2 separate regions of the Mus musculus genome follow, and region 2 is linked to region 1. The links are chromatin contacts, called in public HiChIP or PLAC-seq maps. All regions are on one chromosome and are shown on one strand. The core of a region is the stretch at or near the end of the contact, and the rest is flanking DNA. Distances in the headings are between cores, read along the strand shown.

Region 1 (3,780 bases), core at 32-2,531:
TCCAGAAAGATCTTGTCCAGGTACTTTCATATGCATATACACAAGGATTATATGCTAGAAAAATACACTTATAAGCTTGTGGTTTCATATTAGTTATCCTAAATTTTAAACTAGCCTATGCATACGCAAAAGACAAGTTTACCACATTCCATGTGAACTAATACTTTAAAAAAGCTTGATAAATAATAGAAATACTGCCACATGTCAACTTGCTGTCAAAGTTTTAAATATTCACATCTGTTATTTACCTGATTATAGACAGGTAACAACTACATTTAAAGGAAATGTACTTCAAGTAGTGTTAGGCTAGGAGTTGTCTTGGATTAACATATCAGAAACTAATTCTTTCTCTTCTATCTAGAATCTGCTTCAGTTTCAGTATTCCCTATGAGTCAGCCTTCCGGTTGCCCAAACCAGAATTCTTAAAAGTTATTCTTGTTTCTCTTTACACCCACATTCAAATCTTTAATATATATTGTGGACTTCTTAGAACTCCAATGTTTCAGCCTGACTTGTAAAATGAGTATTTTGTGTGGTACACTAAAATAGAATTCTAACTGAATTCTCCCTTTAGCCCTTCAAAGATCTCCCATCTGTGAACAGTTTATCTTCCACCTGGCGGCTTGAGTGCTTGCTTGATCCTTCTGATGCCTAAGACTTCTAGGTCAAAACTCTACAACAGGTCTTCATTCTTTATAAACAGTCTTAAGCAGCGCAGGCTTGACTTCAAGCTCACTAAGTATCGGAGAAGGCTGGCCTTGAACTTCGGATCTTTCTCCCTCCACCTCCCAAGTGCTAGGATAACATGCGTGCACCATAATTCCAGGTTTATGCGGTGTTGGGGATGGAACCCAGGCATGCTACGCTACATCAGCTACAGCTCCACACCTTCCCTTCCCCCTCCCCTACTGTACTAAACAAAAATAAACATCTTTTAGTGGTTTTTACTGCCCCACGTCATTCAACCTATTATTTCACTTTAGCTCTCTTTCCGCAAGGAACAAAAGACACGAAAGGGGCAGACTGAGGAGAGAAAGGAGCCAAAACAAAGATATCAAGTGGTAGGCAGACTCACAACCCTCTGGTAAGTGACTCCTAAAGCATTTCTTGGGTACGGGTGTCAGCTTCCCTGAAAGCTCAGCTTCTGCACTAAATCCCTGTGAACACTGCTCTTCATTTTCGCCAGCGTACTGAGCACACTATCCTGCCCGAAACGCGCAAACTCACCTGGGGCGCCCTAGAGAAGCTGGACATGCTCTCCGACCCGCGGCGTCCTTTACTTTGCACCCGCCCCGCCGGGGAACCAGCACCACGGGTCCGGCGGGAAACACAGACACCCGAGCATGAAGGTTCCTACTGCCGTCGCGTGCGCTCATCTGCTTCCCCGCCACACTCGGGTCCCCGCCGGTAGCGGTTTCGTTATGAGAGGAGCAGAGAGTGTGGCTCCTGAGAGAATAATTTCCCACAATAATTGGCGGGAAAACCGACGTAGGACATTATTTTGCAGCCAACCTGAGCGGCAGGAAACCGGAAGTGCACGTTGCGCGCGGCTCTTTTGAGACCTAACACTGAGTCCGGGCGCGAAGAGGATGGATCGGTACTTGCTGCTGGTCACCTGGAGGGAAGGGAAGTTTCGATCCGTGGCGGGTGGGGAGATCGAGCCTGGCACTGAGGCGACATCCCTGGAGAGCACCGACAAACAGCCCGGTAAGCTCTGGGCGGAGAAGAGGCGGGAACGACCGGCGGCGGGGAAGCGAAGGATTTGAGTTTCTGATGAAATCCCGGAGGGAGGCGCATAGGTCGAATGGTCCCGGGAACGTGCAACTAACTCTCTGAAGTAGTTTCTATAAGAACTGAGCAGTAGTATGTCAATGGAAAAGATATAAAGTTGTGGGTATTAGATGCCAGTGTCCCAAGTGCTTGGTGAACTGAATATTTGCCTGGTTGAATCTTCTGGTGGCATAGTCATCGAATTTTTGCTTTTAGGGAAGGTATGCTTGCAGAAAGAAGTGTCCCTTGGCGTTCCTACCACCTTGAAGAAAGCACAGAAAGAAATGATAGGTTCTGCAGATCTGAGTTTTACATTCTATGAAGGAAACATTCCACACTAAAAAAAGAGAAATGACCAGCTTTAAAAGATTTTAGCTGCATTGCTTTTTTGGCGTACTTGACTAATCTCAATATTACGTTTTCCTTGTTTTGATTAAGCAGACATTTTTAGGAAGAAATGTATATAGTTCGTATATACTTCTTTTGGAAGGAAGTTTTGATTTCTTGTTACTGATTAGCATATACAAATGAGGAGACTTGGCTGTTTTCTCTGCGGTGTCAGCACTTGAATAGACTTGGTCAACATGTATTCTGTCTACAACTTACTGGCCTTCAGATCCTCTGATAGTGAAATGGAAACAGGCCCTAGATTATGTTAACTCTTGAGTTAGATGACTGAGTCAGGTCTTTATTTTTATAGATTTGACCGCAACCAATATTTATCACCTCTTGAAGAGAAGCATCAGCGATTCAATCCATCCAGATGACAGTACATTCCCTGGTAAGTACAGAAGTGTAATGGTAATGAAATTCCTCTCCTATCCACCACCACCCCCCACCCCCAAAGTCTGACACAGCATTTTTTTGGAAATCAGTCAGTTTGATAACCTAGGAGTACAAGAAAGACTTGTTGACTTGAGAGGCACAGGGCTATGGGGGTATCTTAAAGAAAACCTCAACTACATTACTATTCCTTCCTGATATTTGAATGTTGTAAGTTTTTATAAAAGTTATTCTGGGTTCCCATTGTGAGAGTTTTGCTTCCATATAACCCTTGCTCTCCTGGAACTCTTTATCTGTAGACCGGCCTGGCCTTGAACTCACAGAGATCTGCCTGCTTCTGTCTTCCCAAGTGCTGGGATTAAAGGCATGTGCCACCACTGCCCTGCTTGTGGAAGGGTTCTTGTCTTGAGTAAAGACAACCCGTTACAGCTCCCACTCTGCCTTCTTTACCACATGTGGGTGTTGTTTTCCTGTCTATTTTACTGATTCTCTTAAAGCAAAAACAGCTTTGAGTCATCTGCTTTGACTTTCTGAAGTTCTCACTACTTTTTTTTTTGGGGGGGGGGCAAGAAATCTTCCCTACTTTTAGTTCTATTGGTACTTTACAAATATATCTATTTGTAAATGTATTTGATAATTTTCTTCTCTTTTACTTCTCCATCTGATAATATCCTTTAAGGCCCAGAAAATATGAATATGGAGACAGATCAGATCCTACAAGCTGAAGGAAGTGTCTATAGTTGGCAGGAAAAAATAGCCTCCTTTTGAGAGCTGCAGCTCTCATGATTCTGTTATAATCGGCTCCCTTCCTTATTGGAGAACCTCTAGTCTCGGGGGCAGCTCTCACCACTAAGGATTGATTTCCAGTATGTAGGCACTGTACTAGCCTGTTGTCCACGTTCTAATGGTACTCTTATTAATTTCTGAAGTTGGTAAAGTTTAGCGAATTCTTTAAAACATTCTAGACTGGGTTCTCATGAAAGTATTCACTCTGCTTGGAAGGACAGGGTTTCTTATAAGACACCCCTTTTGTACAGTAATGCAGAACTCTGCAAGTGATGTGTACTGAAGGCATGCAAGACCATCCCAGTTCAATAATCAATTAGACAGTAGAATTGTTCCATGACCTGTAACATTCCTATCAAAGCTAATTAAAAACTCTTGTTGGTTTTTAATGGCTCAGTGGGTGGGGTTGCTTGCTCTCAAGGCTGATGACCTGAGTTCATT
Region 2 (4,377 bases), core at 743-3,242, 2.0 Mb after region 1:
TTTTGCCAAGGGCACAATGAATAACTTATTCTCCAGCTTCCAGGTATCTCTACAATGTGTGGAGATAACTAGTACCATTTAATGGTACCAAACTACAAAGATCAACCAATGACAACAGTTGTTGTTTGGCCTGGGTAGACCTAACTTAACCACATCTTATGAGTTAAACGATAAAGGAAGAACTTGGGAATCCAAATATGTTAGTAAGCAGAGAGGATTTGGATCCTCGTGGTACCAAAAGTTCACTGAGAATTCTTGCTATGGCTTCTTCCTCTAACAGGAGAAGGAAGAAGATGCCTGGTTTTCTGTTTTGTTTTGTTTTTCTAGCGCAGCGCATGGTGACAATGACCGACCTGGTAATTCAACAGCCCTGTGTGTCCTTATCACTAAAATCACAAACCAGTCTTTTGCTTCTTAGTGGCTCACAAAATTCCTTCTTATTTTGCTAGTTTGAGTTAGTTGCTTTTAAAAACCAAAAGGACGGGAGAGTAAGCCCAGTGGGAGCTTAGAATTGCTTTTCTGAGTGTGATTACCAAATCAAGGCTTCAAGAAGGAACAGAATTTAATAACAGAACTTGCTGTCCCCATACATGCTTCTGTCCCCAATGATATATACCAGGATACATAGCAGACATAAAAGGCAATAAATTTCTAATCATTTCATCTCACACTCAACGTGTTAATCTTTCTCAATGTTAAAATGCCTACATTGTGTAGCTATTTCTGTCTGATTGGATCATTGCTTCTTATAAAGTAAACCAAACTGACAAGTCTCAGGAAACAAGAGTCACAAGGCTCCTCTTCCACACACCATATAAGCAGAAATGAGCACTGCACCACCTGAAAGTTGCAAGTTGTATGTGAAGGACCAGGGACGCAGCTCTCATGAGTCATCTCCCAGCTAGTATAGGCTTTTCCATGATGGCGCTGCCTTTGAGTCACCTATGCTTTTACATGTAACCTCAATGAATACACTGGTTCACTAATCTAAGCCTGGGTGATCTCAGGTCTTTGGTCTGTCACCTGTGCCCTACTGGACTGAAGAGACATTTGTTCTCATCTCCCTAGAAAATGCACACAACAGCCTACTGTGTGCTAAGCTTACTACTGGTTTCTACTGCAGACTCCCTTTTCTTCCTTGTTTCTTTATGTGATGCTATGGCATTTTCTCTGTAGACCTTTACAAACATAACCGAGACACCACGTGGGAGGCATGTGCTGCTCTGTCTGCTCTGGGTCTACTATCCTGACGTCAACAGTGAGTTGGGTCCATCCAGTCCAAATAGCCTTTTCTATCTAACTCCAGAACCTCAAGCTTTCACCTTGAACCATGTAAAGACAATGACCTAACAAGGTTAAGCTCTCTGTGCCTATGGACTAAACTAGATACAATATTATGAACAGGTAATGAGTTTCAAAACAACACTGCAAATAAATTGGGGAAATGCAAACTCTAAAATAACTAACATGAGAGTTACAAGTTCTCATAACAAGTGTTTAGGATTATGGCTTCCATCCCACATCTGGGTTATTGCAAGAGTTTTACATACTCTGAAGAGATACTTTAAAATTCTGCTCAAGTTCTTAGTCAATATAGTGATGGACACAGGCAGATAGATACATATACAGATGATAAATTATTAGCGAATAGATATATAGGCATATTGATAAATAATATATACAGGCATATTTACCTGTTTACCCTCTTCATATAGGCAACTTATAGACAGACAGAAATGTGAATTAAAAGAGAAAATGATTTCATAGTCAAATACCAATAGGCTACATAAGCCACTAAAAGTTAAAATTTGTGTACAATACGTGTATACAAAGCGTTATTAAGGCATCTCCGTTATGAATATTATGGTCACCTAACAACGGTGATCCATGAAGCAGCATCCCTTTTACTCACCCAACTTAAACAGTGCTTGGCCTCACTTCTGAGCAGTCTGCTCTTTGCAAGACTGTATCATAGCAACATAGAACTTCCAAGAGTGCCAAAGCAGCCTTCCTGGAGGCTATGGTTAGTCAGTCTAGCAGCAACATGAAACCAGGGGCGGGGGAGGGGAGGCAAAGTTCAGTGATCTGGAGACCCAGATCTGCCACAAGCTGGATATAACACAGACTGAATTCAATTAACAAAGCCTTCTGAACATCTGCTGAGTGTCAAGCTCAGAGTCTCTGTGCACGGACCAATCTCCAGTGTCTAACTGGAGACTCTGAATGGTACTTCTCCAGAGACGGAAGCACTTGTTAAAATAGCATTTTCCGGTATAGACGAACCCTTGATCCTCTTTGTTATGGCCGTCTCACACACACACACACACACACACACACACACACACACACACCACTGTTGTGGGGGTCCTCCCACTGCTCACTGAGAAAGGCCATAATAGAAATCAGTAAAGAGGACCAGGAGGAGAAATGTGCACTTGGGGGGGGGGGGGAGGGCGCCCCCCCCCCCCGCTCAGTCAGCTAGACTCTTCCTACCTCCAAGTCTGAGAGGCCCCCTCCCCTCCTTTCTCCTCCGGAGAGGCACACCCTCTGTGCCACTTTACTGTCTACAGAACCCAATTAGCATTTTGCACACTGCAGCATCCTGAACCGTGGATCTCACTTGTCCCTTCAGCAGAATAGCAGGTGGGAGCTGAACAGATTAGAATGCAAAGGACAGTTATGTAATTTACCTAAGTCCCAGTCCACCTGACACTGCCAGTCTGCATCTTCCCTTTCACCCTGGCAAGCTGGCACAGCCTAGCAATTAATCACACACAGGACATCCTTGGCACCTGACGATGCTTTCTTCACAGGCTGGAAACCGTAGCATGGCTCCAAACAAAATGCCTTTTGCATCTCACTGCCACGTGAAGGGTGCTAAGATGATGAAGTGGGATAAATTATAACCAAAAGGTCACTCTTGTCTTATATATCTGATCTAAAATTTTTCGGAACCCTTGTTCCTCCAGATAGCAGGAATGAGCAGGAACTTACTAACTAAAGCCTCTCTTGTTTTTCCAGTTTAATGGAACCCTCCTTCAAGCTGTGTTGCTAGAAGCTAAGTGCCCAGTCTCTCTGGGTTTCTCCTGCCAAGGTAAGAGGACAGCTTTCATCTACTGGTGGCTGGTGACAAGACCTCAGATGCGTGACCTCCCAAGGGGCAAGGAGAATCTTTCCTGAGAGACAGATGCATCCGTACAGTCCTGGAACCCAGAGAGACCCTTCCTATCATTTGTGGGAAACAAGCTGGCACCCAGCCAAAGCCTGTCTTCATCCAGGTCCCTGCTAATCCAGCAGCTAGTGCAGGCTCCAGACCTCCTCCACGGAATTAAACTCCTAGGCTGTCATAACAAGTTATCAAAAACTGTGGCTTAAAATAACAAAGTTGTGTTCTCTCACTATTCTGGAAGCCAAAAGTCAGCAGTATCAGCAGCACTGCACTGCCTTCTAGGCCCTGGAGAATATTCCTTTCTTGCCTCTTCCGCCTTGGGAAAGCTCCTGGCTTGGCAGGCTTGGCACAGCATCATTCCAGAGCCTGCACCCTCTTCACAGAGTCGTCTCCCTGGCTTCTGAGCCACCAACCTTTTGGTCCTGCTTCTATTATAAAAATCTCGCCCATTGGCTACAGGCCATGCCTAAACTCGTGTTGATTTCCTTTAGAAACAAATGTTCATTTACACCCATACAGCCCCTGATCCCACATAATGTCACAGGATTAGGGGCTTAGAGCTTAGACATTGGAGAGCACCGTTAAATTCATTACAGTCTAAGGGTCAGCTGGGAGTTACTGGGCCCCGTACCTCTCTTCCTCTGTTCTTAGATTGTCAAGCACCAAGCATTCTGCCAGAACACGTGACGGAGTGATGCCACCACCCTCCACTGTTTCACCCCAATTGTTCAGGAACGACAATGTGGCTGAATTTCTCTGTGCCTACTAGGAAGCTTAGACAAGAGTCATTCTCCTATAAGGTGACTAAACAAAAATCACTAGTATACCTAGCAAGCCGTCAACTCCTTTCTTCTCTAGTTTCCTTCAGCCATTTTTCTTTCCTACATTAAGGTGTAAAGGCCATCTCACTTCCTTCAGAGTAGTGGAGCTGACATCAAAATCAGAAAGCTTGAGGTAGGACTTCACTTCTGACATTGATATGGCCTCAGACTATACACTGCTCCAAACAGAACACTTTAATGACACACAGGAACCATGAGAACTATCTACCCGGACCTTCAGCAATGACAAGGCTTTCTCTTCCCACCAAGGAGGAGTCCCACACACAAATGATTCTCATCTAGACACAGCTCTGATGCCCCATCTAACATACAAGAAGACATCCCCCAAGGCCCACCTATAAATACCGTCAGTGAGATACCTACCAG

Evidence for each region. HiChIP or PLAC-seq counts read pairs in DNA pulled down with a chosen protein or histone mark.
Region 2: an H3K4me3 HiChIP or PLAC-seq map of embryonic limb bud shows a contact between it and region 1, with 7 times the contacts expected there. The contact joins the enhancer-like site here to the promoter of Mrpl13 in region 1. A contact is called at or near these places in 2 of 39 promoter capture datasets (frontonasal cranial neural crest and hippocampal neurons), 2 of 115 datasets of contacts at active chromatin or transcription factors (embryonic limb bud and stem cell-derived neural progenitor cells) and 1 of 9 other capture datasets (adipose tissue).

Annotation. Positions count from the first base shown.
Region 1 is chr15:55,556,031-55,559,810 of GRCm38.p6, forward strand. It overlaps Mrpl13 (mitochondrial ribosomal protein L13), which reads right to left and starts at 1,282. Exons shown (of 7, transcript NM_026759.3): 1 at 1,228-1,282. The coding sequence starts at 1,254. It overlaps Mtbp (Mdm2, transformed 3T3 cell double minute p53 binding protein), which reads left to right and starts at 1,378. Exons shown (of 22, transcript NM_134092.3): 1 at 1,378-1,707; 2 at 2,471-2,551. The coding sequence starts at 1,590.
Region 2 is chr15:57,587,524-57,591,900 of GRCm38.p6, forward strand. The region is part of intron 3 of Gm35682 (a long non-coding RNA gene); the gene reads right to left. Gm35771 (a long non-coding RNA gene) reads left to right here. Exons shown (of 5, transcript XR_384110.4): 2 at 1,177-1,258; 3 at 3,022-3,094; 4 at 3,821-3,969. Among named protein-coding and RNA genes, the nearest start is that of Gm35771, 11 kb to the left of the region's middle. Within about 2 kb of position 1,993, at least 47 of the 459 cell types and tissues checked have an H3K27ac peak or open chromatin away from gene starts, as enhancers often do. A contact at or near this core is called in embryonic limb bud, where this site is marked.